2 separate regions of the Gasterosteus aculeatus genome follow, and region 2 is linked to region 1. The links are chromatin contacts, called in public Hi-C maps. All regions are on one chromosome and are shown on one strand. Each heading gives the region's core, a stretch centred on a gene start, on an enhancer-like site or on the middle of the called end of the contact. The rest is flanking DNA. Distances are from core to core; before and after follow the strand shown. Region 1 has its middle 10 kb from the start of LOC120810778. Region 2 overlaps ulk4 (unc-51 like kinase 4).

Evidence for each region. A called contact is a pair of places that touch in the nucleus more often than the background predicts.
Region 2: a contact with region 1 is called in a Hi-C map of liver, with 10 times the contacts expected there. The contact joins two enhancer-like sites. A contact is called at or near these places in 5 of 6 Hi-C or Micro-C datasets (liver, skeletal muscle, tail fin and 1 more).

The regions. Positions count from the first base shown.
Region 1 is chr20:14,698,749-14,704,539 of fGasAcu3.hap1.1, forward strand. No RefSeq gene overlaps it. Among protein-coding and RNA genes, the nearest start is that of LOC120810778, 10 kb to the left of the region's middle. Within about 2 kb of position 2,658, at least 3 of the 9 cell types and tissues checked have open chromatin away from gene starts, as enhancers often do. A contact at or near this core is called in liver, where this site is marked.
Region 2 is chr20:14,806,754-14,812,544 of fGasAcu3.hap1.1, forward strand. ulk4 (unc-51 like kinase 4) reads right to left here. Exons shown (of 37, transcript XM_040165884.2): 10 at 5,507-5,791; 11 at 5,169-5,238; 12 at 4,609-4,657; 13 at 4,285-4,377; 14 at 4,019-4,079; 15 at 3,693-3,910; 16 at 3,325-3,371; 17 at 3,115-3,193. Among protein-coding and RNA genes, the nearest start is that of ulk4, 7.4 kb to the right of the region's middle. Within about 2 kb of position 2,943, at least 7 of the 9 cell types and tissues checked have open chromatin away from gene starts, as enhancers often do. A contact at or near this core is called in liver, where this site is marked.

The DNA.
Region 1 (5,791 bases), core at 1,408-3,907:
GGGAAATACGTGTGCAGATTTCTCATGTTCTTGTTATGAAACACAATATGAAAACCTCTTTTTTTACATCCGAGTGGCATCACTGCTAGTTGGTCGGTAGTTTGGCCATGCCATCCTAACCTTACTAGTTAAGAGAGACAGAGGGAGGGGGAGAGGGAGGGAGGGAGGGAGGGAGGGAGAGAGGGGGCGAGCAAAGAGAGAGCGAGAGAGAGCGATGGATGTATCAAACAGCAGCCCCCTGCTGAGCGGGGAATGGAAAAGCTGCTGGCACCAACATGAATATTTCAGCAGATAGCTGCAGCTCTCTGAACCACTCTCTGTCTGTCTGTCTGTCTCCCTCTCTGTCTGTCTGTCTCTCTCTGTATCTGTCTGTCTGTCTCTCTCTCTCTCTCTCTCTCTCTGTCTGTCTCCCTCTCTGTCTGTCTGTCTCTCTCTGTATCTGTCTGTCTGTCTCTCTCTCTCTCTCTCTCTGTCTGTCTGTCTGTCTGTCTGTCTGTCTGTCTGTCTGTCTGTCTGTCTGTCTGTCTGTCTTTCTGTCTCTCTCTGTATCTGTCTGTCTGTCTCTCTCTCTCTCTCTCTCTCTCTCTCTGTCTGTCTGTCTCTCTCTGTATCTGTCTGTCTGTCTCTCTCTCTCTCTCTCTCTCTCTCTGTCTGTCTGTCTGTCTGTCTGTCTGTCTGTCTGTCTGTCTGTCTGTCTTTCTGTCTCTCTCTTTCTGTCTGTCTCTCTTGTCTCTCTTCACCTTTTGCGTATTTCCACTTCCCTCCCTCTTAACACCCCCCACCCCCCCGGGTCCTCTCCTTTACTCTCTTGTGGAGTGGACGGTGATAATGAAGAGAGTGATGGAGGTGGAGAAAGAGAGAGAGGGCGGGTGGGGGTGTGGGTGGGGGTGGGGGGGGACCTGCTGAATTCTGGGTAGCCAAATCAGAAAATGTTTTGTGAATATAAATGTGGGAGAGCAGCAGCAGAGTCTTGCCTCTACTTGGCGGCTTCCCCCCTGCTAGACGCTTGTGACGGCGTGGCCTTGGGTAGTTAGACAACAACAACACAACGAAAGGAAGAAAACAAATATCGGCAGGCGAGGATTTCCTCTGGAGACCTAAATAGATTTAAACTGATATTTTCTTTTTAATAATTGAACAACTCTTTGCCTTATCTGTTCTTGAGTTTTGGCAAAGTGTGTGTGTAACAGTCTGTAGAGCTGCGTTATGTTCTGTAGTACGCAGAAATGATAAAGACTGATAGATCTGCTCTAAATATGTCTAGAAAGTGTATGTTTTAAGTCAACTCAAAGTGCCTTGAGATTGGGAAATTAGTTTCAATAATATTTGGACTTAATCTGTGTAGACGTGTCCAGCTTGTATTTTTGGCACCCTACCCAAAATAAACAAAGCCCTTGGGTTGCCGAGAGTCATTTTTTCATTAGGGACTTTGGTGTGGTTGAAATTATTTGAATTTACAATCTGCATCAGTTTCGTTTCGGTCTCAAGTTGATTAAAATGTGACAGCCACGATGCCTTGAAGCCTTAAAGTGGAACACCACTTTAGGCCATAGTGGTTTATCATAATGGATCTATTCCCTCGCTCGGCCTGTGTTGTTACGTCAGCCTATTGTATGAGCTTATTCAGTCAGTTTCTGTCGGGCCTGTAACAGGAGCATTGCTAATAGTGCTCATGGTGCCAACATGAGGAGTCAGCCAAATAGCCTCCAACCCAGATGTAATGGATAACATTCACTGTAACAATCTTTAATTCTGTGCATTTGGCTTTCTGACAAAACCTGTTGATTGTTTATTATCTTTTATTATGTTTTCCAGTTTTTGTGTAAATGTATTTCAGTGAGCACGCTCTATCTGTCTCTCTTTTTTCTATCTGCCTATTTTCCACATACATGCAGTTCAAATGACTTATGGTGAGATTGTAGCAGCAAAGCAGTCTTTCTGTCACTCCGCTGAATCTTGCCAGTTTTAATGAATATGGTTCAGACTGTTCCCAGCGAGGTTCTCTGATTCATAGTTAATAACATGTTGAGTTTGCATCATGCGAAATGAAAAAAAAGCCCACATCGCTTCTCACATTAATACTGAACGAAACACTCACAGAAATCTGCAGATATGCTGCAGAACTCACGCTCTGTTTGAATAATAATTTACTTCTTTATACAAAATAATACAGGAATAAGAAAAAAATCACAGAAAAGTAATGATTTGTTAAATCGAAAGGGGGGGAATCGGGAGTAAACTGATCAACATATGGCTTCGAAAGTATCAGGATCAGGATCAGACATACAAGGAATTCGACTTGCCGGTTGGTGCGTAACAGCAGACGGTACAACAATGGACGACAAGACAACAGTGCATGAGGAATAAAATAAAATGTAATGCTATGGGTTAGTAGTCTGTGGGTTATACTACTATTATAAAGTCTTTAATTGTTAATATCCTTATTCTTGGGCTGGACACAGCGCTGTCTGCACTTGAAAGTTTGTTCATTTGAGCCACCAGGCGGTCTGAAGTCCGTTTGCCAGAGTGTGCGTGTGCCTCGTGTGCTGTGTGGGGCCGGATGGTTAGTTTTCCATCTGCAGATATGCCGACATCATAGAGGCCCAAGTGCTTGCCCCTGGCCAAGATATGGACCAATGGTGACCCCTGATAACACTGCTGCTAAAATGAGTGTGTGTGTTGTGTGTGTGTGTGTGTGTGTGTGTGTGTGCTGTGTGTAGTATAACAGATAAGAGCGAAAGTGTGCGTCTATGGCCGGGAAGTGTGTTCATATGTGTCTGTTTCTGTGCGTGTGTGTTCACAGTCTGCTTAGTGTTTCATGGTGGTAAATCTTTCGCTCTGTCTCATCTCACACACCGCTGGACAGCAGAGTCTGTACTGCCCTGATAACACACACATAGTCGCACACATTGCATACACGCACAGACTCACAAGAAGACACACACGTGAAACGAGGCCACGTTGTGACTCCCTGTAACATCTTGACTTTACACAGCACTAAATACTGCAGCCTGTGGAGTATCAGCAGGTATATTTGCCTGTTTGTCTTACTGCCCTACCTTCCTATTCCCAAGTGCCAAGTTCACAAAAAGAGTAAATAAATATGACAGAAAAAACATTTTAGGCAAAAGAAATGTCTTTACTTCCCCCAAAACGATAAAAACAAAGATACTATAATCTAGATCCTGGTTTTGAAGAGCCCTAAAAGTGATTAGTAATATTTTTAAATCAGTAGTGATGCTGCGCATGGAGCAGTATGAACTCTTTTGCTTGCAGCCACATCTTGTTATGGCTGGAGCCCCTGGGCATACATTAGTCTAAGGTCAGACATTTTATAAAGTAAAAAACAGCAATGAGCATGCATGCCGATGTCAAAATGTAGGCTGCAAAAAAGAACCCTTTCAGCAGTACAAGCACAAACATATGGCCTGATTGTTCCGAGTAAAGAAAATACAGAATGGTTGCCTGTCCCAGGATCCGATGTGTACTTTGTGTTTTACTATAACAAGTAAAGAAAGGAAGCTAAAGGGAAACAGATGAGCGCAGAGGAGAGATGGGAGAACCGATAGCAGAGGAGGTGCAGATGAAGGTGGAGATGGAGGTGGAGATGGAGGGGCAGAGAGCCCGGCGGCAGCAGCGCATGAGAGAGGGACAGATAGGTGAGCAGAGTGAGAGCAATCGAATCTTTCCAGCACAGAGGTTATAAGCTATTGAAGTCACGTAGAGCGGTGTGTGTGTGTGTGTGTGTGAGAGAGAGACAGTGTGCTATATGTATAATCTAGGGTTAATACTGCCGGCTCTTAATGGTAATTCTGGCCTGTCACTCTTCTAAAGGCCATCGCTGTGGGCCATCGGCCCGCCGCACGCAACCACTGGCACCCTGCAAATGTCACCATTATCACAATGTGCGTTTGTCTGAGTGTGTTCTTTCCTGTTTTCCTCCCAATCAGTTTCTTCACCACGTGTCCGTCCGTCTCTCCGCTCGCCCACTGGCACGCCCCCTCCCCGTCTCTCACTGCGTCGACTAGTCAGCCCCTAAATATTTACGTGCTCTGAAGCCCCGTCGATCGATCTCCGTCCGTCTCCGTATCAGACTGACGGAGATCAGTTACTTTCCCGGCTCCCCATTTAATTGGCTGTCTATTTTCTAGCCGCTGTTCATTAATCACGATGTTTGTGTTTCCAACAAACATGGCTCCACTTTTAACGTTTCTTTTCAGTATACGACAGCCAACATTGTCTCTCATCTGTAGAAAGTGTTTTTCCACCACGGGGCCGAGCTAAATCATCGATAATGCATAGAAGCATGCTTGACAAGAGAGAATTCAGTTGGTCTCTCTGGAAAAACATTGTTGTTTTAGTATTTTTTTGAAGCATGTGGTTTCTTTGTCAAATGTACGGTAGAGAGTTCTTTAAATTCTCTTTTTTACAACTTGAGATGTATATAGTTACTTTTTTTGAAGGCGTCTGACACCAAGTAGATATGTTGACATAGCAGACATCACTCTGGAGGTTTTATTCCCATGAGCCCACTCGGTTTTATCCTATTTATTATTCATCGTAGAATATTGCCATTTGTCATGAACCTTCAACATACAAATAAAACATTTAACAGAGTCTGAATGGATCCCACTTGTATTTGGTGGTTCAAGGTCTGTAGGTTATTTTTGAAAAATAAGTAATTGTCTACCTCACTGGGGTGAAACACAATATTCAATTTGAAGTTCCTGTAGGAGAACACACTCCAGCTTAAGCGCTATGAGATTGAAAGCAAATCTTTAAATCAAATAACTTTGAACCGCAGTCGGATTCTTCATAATCAGTGTTTCTGTTTGAAATGTCCCCTTTCACCTCAAAGTAAGGAAGTATGTAAACTTGTATTAGAGTGGCTTTAAATACATGACAGTGAAAAGCTAGAAGATAACCAGTCACAATGGTTTTGATGCAGTTAATTAGTCATGGTAAAATTTGAATTGTGCAATTATTGCCAAATAATAATAATGCTGTACGTGTACACATACAAACAATAACATGTCATTAACATAATAGAATATATAAAATGCATACATGTATAAGAACTATGAAAAAACTGCTGTTTGATGGATTGGACTTTTTAGTGGAAAATGCATCCTGTTCGCATGTGACATCACCAAGAGGAGATGCTGACAACTCTGAAATCTCCTGTGCATGTTGTGTAAATGTGGGGATAGTTGTGGCTTTGAGAAGCCAAAGGACGCACATAGTGGTTATCTGGCCTGATGGGACGCGTGGCATGCCGGGTAGTGCTCTCCGACAATGACCTGTTTATTCTCCATCTGACTGAAAGGGAATTAGACTCCATTCAGCACCACACCCATAAGGTCTGACCCCTATGTGTGAGTTTGAGTGGTTGTAGCACTGCAGAAGGCTCGGTGTCGTATTGTCCTCTGGGAGATCAATGACATTCTCCTCCTTTGAGCCCACAGATTATCTGTCAGCCCGTCTGTCGGAGTCTTTCTGTCTTCTACGTGACGGGCCGTCTGTCCCTCGCTCTGCTTTTCCACCGGCAGTATTTGTGTTCCTGTGTGACTCAACAACGGCGCCTGCATTTCCGACCACGCTTCAATTTTGTGAGAATTTAAAAGAAGTTAAATGAGGACTTATTCAGAGACGACTGTTAGATATCCGGGTGATGATGCAAATGTTTGGATTCCAGCAAACAACGCTCTGCCTGCAACCTGCAAGTATCACAGGAATGTAACGTGAAAACGCTGGCTCGCTGACAAGTCCTCCGTGATGATTTTTATTGTCT
Region 2 (5,791 bases), core at 1,693-4,192, 110 kb after region 1:
TCTTTCCTTTTATTTCTGCCCAAGAATCGTAGTGTATCGTAATGCGGGGCCTTCACTGAGCATGGAACACTGGAATCCTGAGTGCGTCTGAACAATATTGCAGATAAACTTAAGAGAACTTTTTTATAGTTGACCTTATTTGAAGTGTTTTGTCCTATCTAGCCAAAAGTATGTGAATGGTACATGTGTGCTGAAAAAGAAACTTGTTTTTCTGCCTCGTACTCACATTATTGCTCCCTGTTCTTCTCCCTCACTCCTTTACTGAGCTATAGCCGCTAATAAGATAAAGTGCATTGCTGAGATTCTGGGGCTGGTTTGAAACTGGTGTCGCAGCTGCTCTCAGGCAAAGTATTGAAAGGCACCGCTGTGCAATGAGCGGAGTGGAAAAGCAAGCATAAACACACACACACACACACACACACACACAAATCTACATATTCCCTCCTAGAACACATCATCATTTATTCAGTATCAACACTCCCTCAATCACAAGCACAAGCAAATCCACGTAAGGAAACACACACTTAACTTAATTAAGAGGCAGTAACTGTATCCATAAAGTTGGATTGAGGTTAAAAATACATCCAATACAACACCAAGAAGTCTGGCAAAGATGAGCAGTAAAAGTATATCTCCACTTGGGACAGATGTGTAGAGAATGAACAGGTTGGTTCATTATTAGTGTTCAAATAATAATGCTGTATTTTCTGTTTGACCGTATCTATACTACAGTGAAGGTTTTGGATGGTCTTCATCAAAATCTATTAGTTACAGATGTGCACACAACTCAGTGGTTGTCATATACCCCTTGCAATATTCACAAATGCCACACTAGTGTCTTCCTTTACCCAATGCTCTGAGGGTGTGTTCCCTGAGACTGTTGTTGACTTTAAGACTCTATATCCCATGAAACACCTGGCACAGTGGACACTTTACTGGCCACAGAAAACTTTGTTGGAGAAAAGTGAATGGGAAAATGATGTTTAGTTGGTTTTGAAAGCGTTGACTCAGAACATTTTATTCTCCTTTAATCTATGTGAGGAGAGAGAGTGAGGGACAAAGACGATATGAGTCAGACAGAAAGAGAAGAGTGAGACAGAAAGAGTCAGAGGTGTGCGTGCGTCTGTGTTTGGGAGCGAGGGTGGGGGGGTTTCGAAGCATATAGCAGTTACCATGGTAACTAAGCCCAGCCCTGACACTCCAATCAGTAGGACTGCAGCAGGAGAACCCCTGCTGAGACAACACACACACACACACACACACACACACACACACACACACACACACACACACACACACACACACACACACGGAAATAAAAGTATGTGCTGTTGTATTGGTCATCTGACAGAATACACACTAAAACAGAGGCTGCCAATACACACACACACACACACACACACAAATAGGAAAACCTTTGCAGTCTATAGATGCACACAGTCAGAAACAACAACTGACTGACACACGCACACACAAATGAACAGCTTTATTCTTTTCTTAACAATTTGTCATCCTAGGTTAGCTGCAGGGAGCCACGGACAGTAGCGGAAAAAATGTTCCGCTATTTGTCTTTAACAACAAGCGCATCGGAGAAAAACCCTGCTATGCCATGGTCGGCCATTTTGTAAATTACTGCGACGACTCAGTAGCAGAAGTGTTGAAACAAGTAAAGACGGGAAATAAAAAGACAAATCAAGAAAGAGTGTGGATGTGGGACCAGAAAAAGCATAGCCGGAATGGATCAATAGGAATAGATGGCATCGAGCAGACGAGGCAAGAAAGAAAGTAGAGGGACACGAATAGGTGTTTAATTCTGTTATGGATGAAAATATCAAATAAGGGGGAGGCTCCACATCTCACCAGCAAACAGAAGTGCTTTTATATCAGGGGGTTAGGGTTAGTAACACCGCTTGGTTTAAACATGCGTAGGGGCACTCAGTAAAGTATTTGAATTGTATGTTTGTTACTGTATAGGAAAATACTTTCATTTGCCAAATTATTAGGTACACCTACATCAAACTAATGCAGTCAAACTATTATTCAAGTGAATGTAATTAACTAAAACCAAATATCACAAATTTGCCTCAAGGGGGCTCATGGTGTAGTGTGATAAGGTTTCTCAACTCCACCACCAAAGGGTGTTTAGGGGACTTTTTTTCTACAAATTGTGGATTGTGGAAGAAAGGAGGGTGTTATATGCTGTAAAGATTGTCATGTTCGTTGGAGCGAATTTGTGATTTATTATACTGGGTTGTATGAATAAAATTGCCCTGACAATTGTTTTTTTTGGCAAGGTATACCAAATAAACAATATAGATTTGTAGAAGAGTTTCACTTGTATCATTACAATAACTATGAATGTTATTGATGCCTCAATAGTGAGCAGTTACACTAGCATTACAAACACCTCCAGTTGTCAAATTAGCAATAACATAAATCAATTAGTTTATGATCCTTTACACTACAATGTTCTTCAAATATTTTGTATGAATTAGCGTGTGTGTGTGTGTGTGTGTGAGGGAGCGATGGAGAAACAGTCATAAGGTTTTTAGTGTCTCAGGATCTAATAAAAGTTGTGTTGTCTTGTAGAGTTTGAATGCCCCCTGCTGGTACACACTAGTACTATAACGTTAGTGTAGACAAATCATGTTGGTCTTTCCATCTTCTTCTTGTGTTAGGAGAGATTCTCCCACATGTTGGACTGGAAGTTTAAATTATGGGGGATATGCCCCTAAAAAGAACATAAGCAGCAGGACAAGTCAAAAAAAACCTTTTTATGAAATTAATCAAAATGCATTGAAGTGTTCAACAACATTAAACACTTATTGTAAATAAAGAAACATCTATGCATGGTGCATCATGCAGTTTTGCATTTTGCTGCGTAAATGTTTTCTGTACTCGTGCATTATTGTGCAGTAATACATTCTGTACCTCTGCTGGTATGTACTGTCACCTGAGGGTGTGAACCGGTACTGCACGTGGGCTTCTGTAGCTGGATAGAATATACTATCTCTCCTCATTCTAACTATCATCCATTTACACAGGAGGTTGCATTGGTTAAAATATAGAAAGTAAAATTGTATCTGTGTGTGGGTGTGTGTTTGTGTTACACACCTCAGAAACAGGACTGTCCTCTTTCAAATCAGTACAATGCACAGCCAGCAGACCAATTGTTCTGAGAACCTTGCTCCGTCTGGAAAATGTTTTTTGTTTTTTGTTAGAAAATTAATAATAGAAAATGAATTCATAAAACGGGATTTTCTGTTGATGCCATCACAGGACTATCTAAAATGATTTTTAATCCCTGTCATGAAATGTACTTACACATCCCAGTTCGAAGATTGTCGTAATTGCTGGGTCAATACTGGAAGCTGGAAGAATGAAGGTGGGTGGAGATTAGAGAGAGATCCAGAAATAAAGAAAAAAAATCCAACAATAAGAACCCAGTCACTAAGAAGACATGTTATATATTATAGCATTTGAATATTTTATAAAAGCTTGAGTTAAACATTTTTAGAGTTCTAAAATATTGTGAAAGTAGTCGAGCTCACAAAATCTTTTTAGAGTTAATCAGGTGTTTTATCAGAGATAAATTCCTAGTAATTTTGTGTCTTAGCCTTAAATAATTGTGTAGCAAATAGGCATGCATCAATGTTTCAACATGGATCTGATCTAAATACATGTTGTCCTACCAGTGGTGAGTTCATCAGCCTGTTAGCAATAACTTTATGGCCAACTACACAGCAGAGGTAACACAGCAGGTTGAGCCTGGAGCGATTGGTTGTGGAGTGAGGAGGAGGAGGTGGAGGAAGGGGAGGAGGAGCAGTAGATGCACTCTGTTCAAGGGATGAACAAAGCTGGTAGAGGAAGACCGTCCACTCTTCATCACTGAGGGACTGCAGCTTCTCAACTGGAGAAAGGGAGCGAAGAAAAGCGCTTTTGGGAAAATTACCAAATACTGGGTACTTTATATAGAACAAAATATCATTTGACCCAAAAAACAAATGAAGATCAGTACCTGAATATGCTGGTACACAAAGGGTTTTGGTATCAAAACGCACTGGAGGACTCTTAAGAATCTGATAAGACAGAACAGCACAGAGTGACCCATTGAGTGATTTTCACAGCACAATTCCCATCCATCCACAATTTGACTGTGAGAAGAGGTTATAAGGAGGGGCTCCTCCTCCCAATGAAGCAACTGCAGATGATTAAAAGGTCAGATTGCATTTTACACCCTTTAGCCTTAAAGGGCTTGTGTCCAATAATAATGTATCGCTATACCTTGGGGTTGTCCATGATTTGGGTGACAGTCAGATCAGAGTCAGTGTGGAGAAGAGCTTTCAAAGAGGACGTGAAGTCAGTACCAGTCGCAGCCTAGGAAGAGGTTGTAGAAAAAAGAGGAGAGTCAACCTCAACAGGAGAGAACTATTCACCAAGCTCACCAGCAAATGGATGAAGAGGTTTGACCTAAAAGTTAATATATTCCAGTCTTCAGAAGAAAAACCAACAAAAATAAACATCAATAATGTGATTCGGTTGAGACATAGTGACAAAACACTCTGGCTTTTTACAAATTCTTGCAAATGAGTATATGGTGGCAGTAACCTGAGGTGCATGGGTCTGGTTTGGAGAGTCTGAGATACTGCAGCTTCTCCTTGAGGTGGTTCGAGAGCCAGCACAGGACAAACAACAGGAAACAGGAAAATAGTTGCATGAGGCTGATCTCTACATCAATTGGTAGAGCATAGTATTATAACAATAGATATGCGAGTAGCATATTTTAAAATGATGCTTCAACAAAGGGTGGTATGGTCGTTGGCACAGTCGTCTATGTCTCTATGTTAGCCCTGCCATTGACTGGTCGCCAGTCCAGTGACGCCAGATGCTAACTGGGATTGACTCCAGCCCCCCGTCGACCTCCTTGGTACAATCAATCTGCTGTACTTTCCTGATGCGTGTGTTTAATACCAGAGTGTGTGCGGATGGAGGATAAATAATAATTTGTGTAAGACTTTTGAAATTTACATACTTTAAGAATGGAGAAATTAACAAGGAAATCAATTAACCGACTGTGTAATATGGATTGACAGCACTGTGATAACTGGTTAGGGTGTGACTGGGGCAAAACAGGTGCACAGGACAGCAAATAGAAAGAAACTGAATACCTGATCAGAAAAATGGATTCGCTATTGTCCTCATCCACACCACTCTTTGGCTTGAGCTCTGATACATTATCTGGAGGAAGAAGCACAAAAGATACAAAATCAGATTGTACAGGGTACAATATGTCTGTGTGACACATCACATTTGCCCTGTAAAGGCCACACAGGCAGAAGATATAGATTGCGTTTTAATCAGAAAAGAGATTAGCACAATAGCAATTACAGCCGACTGGGAAATGTCTAATGTTTGCAGATGAGAGGAAGAAAATGGGCAGACAAAAATGCGACAACCAGATTACTGAAGACGTCTTCAAACAACTGCAATTGTAAGAATGTCTTACCAAGCATTAACGACTTATTGGGCGGCAGTGTGTGGCACATCTGCTTGGCCCCAGTTATCTTGGAGTCATCTTCTGTCTTTGCCACCCCACCTCCTCCTTTCTCCTTCTCCAGCTCCATCTCCCTATCCAAGCCCTGGATGTTCCTTGAACCTCCACATGTGTTGTGTCGGAGAGCTTGTTGGCAATCATTCTTTCTGTCAGATGGGCCGTAAATTGAAGCAATTGTTGTCTGTGATGAAATTAATTTCTTGAGATTTATTTCTTTCTCTGAGATCCTAGAAGGTG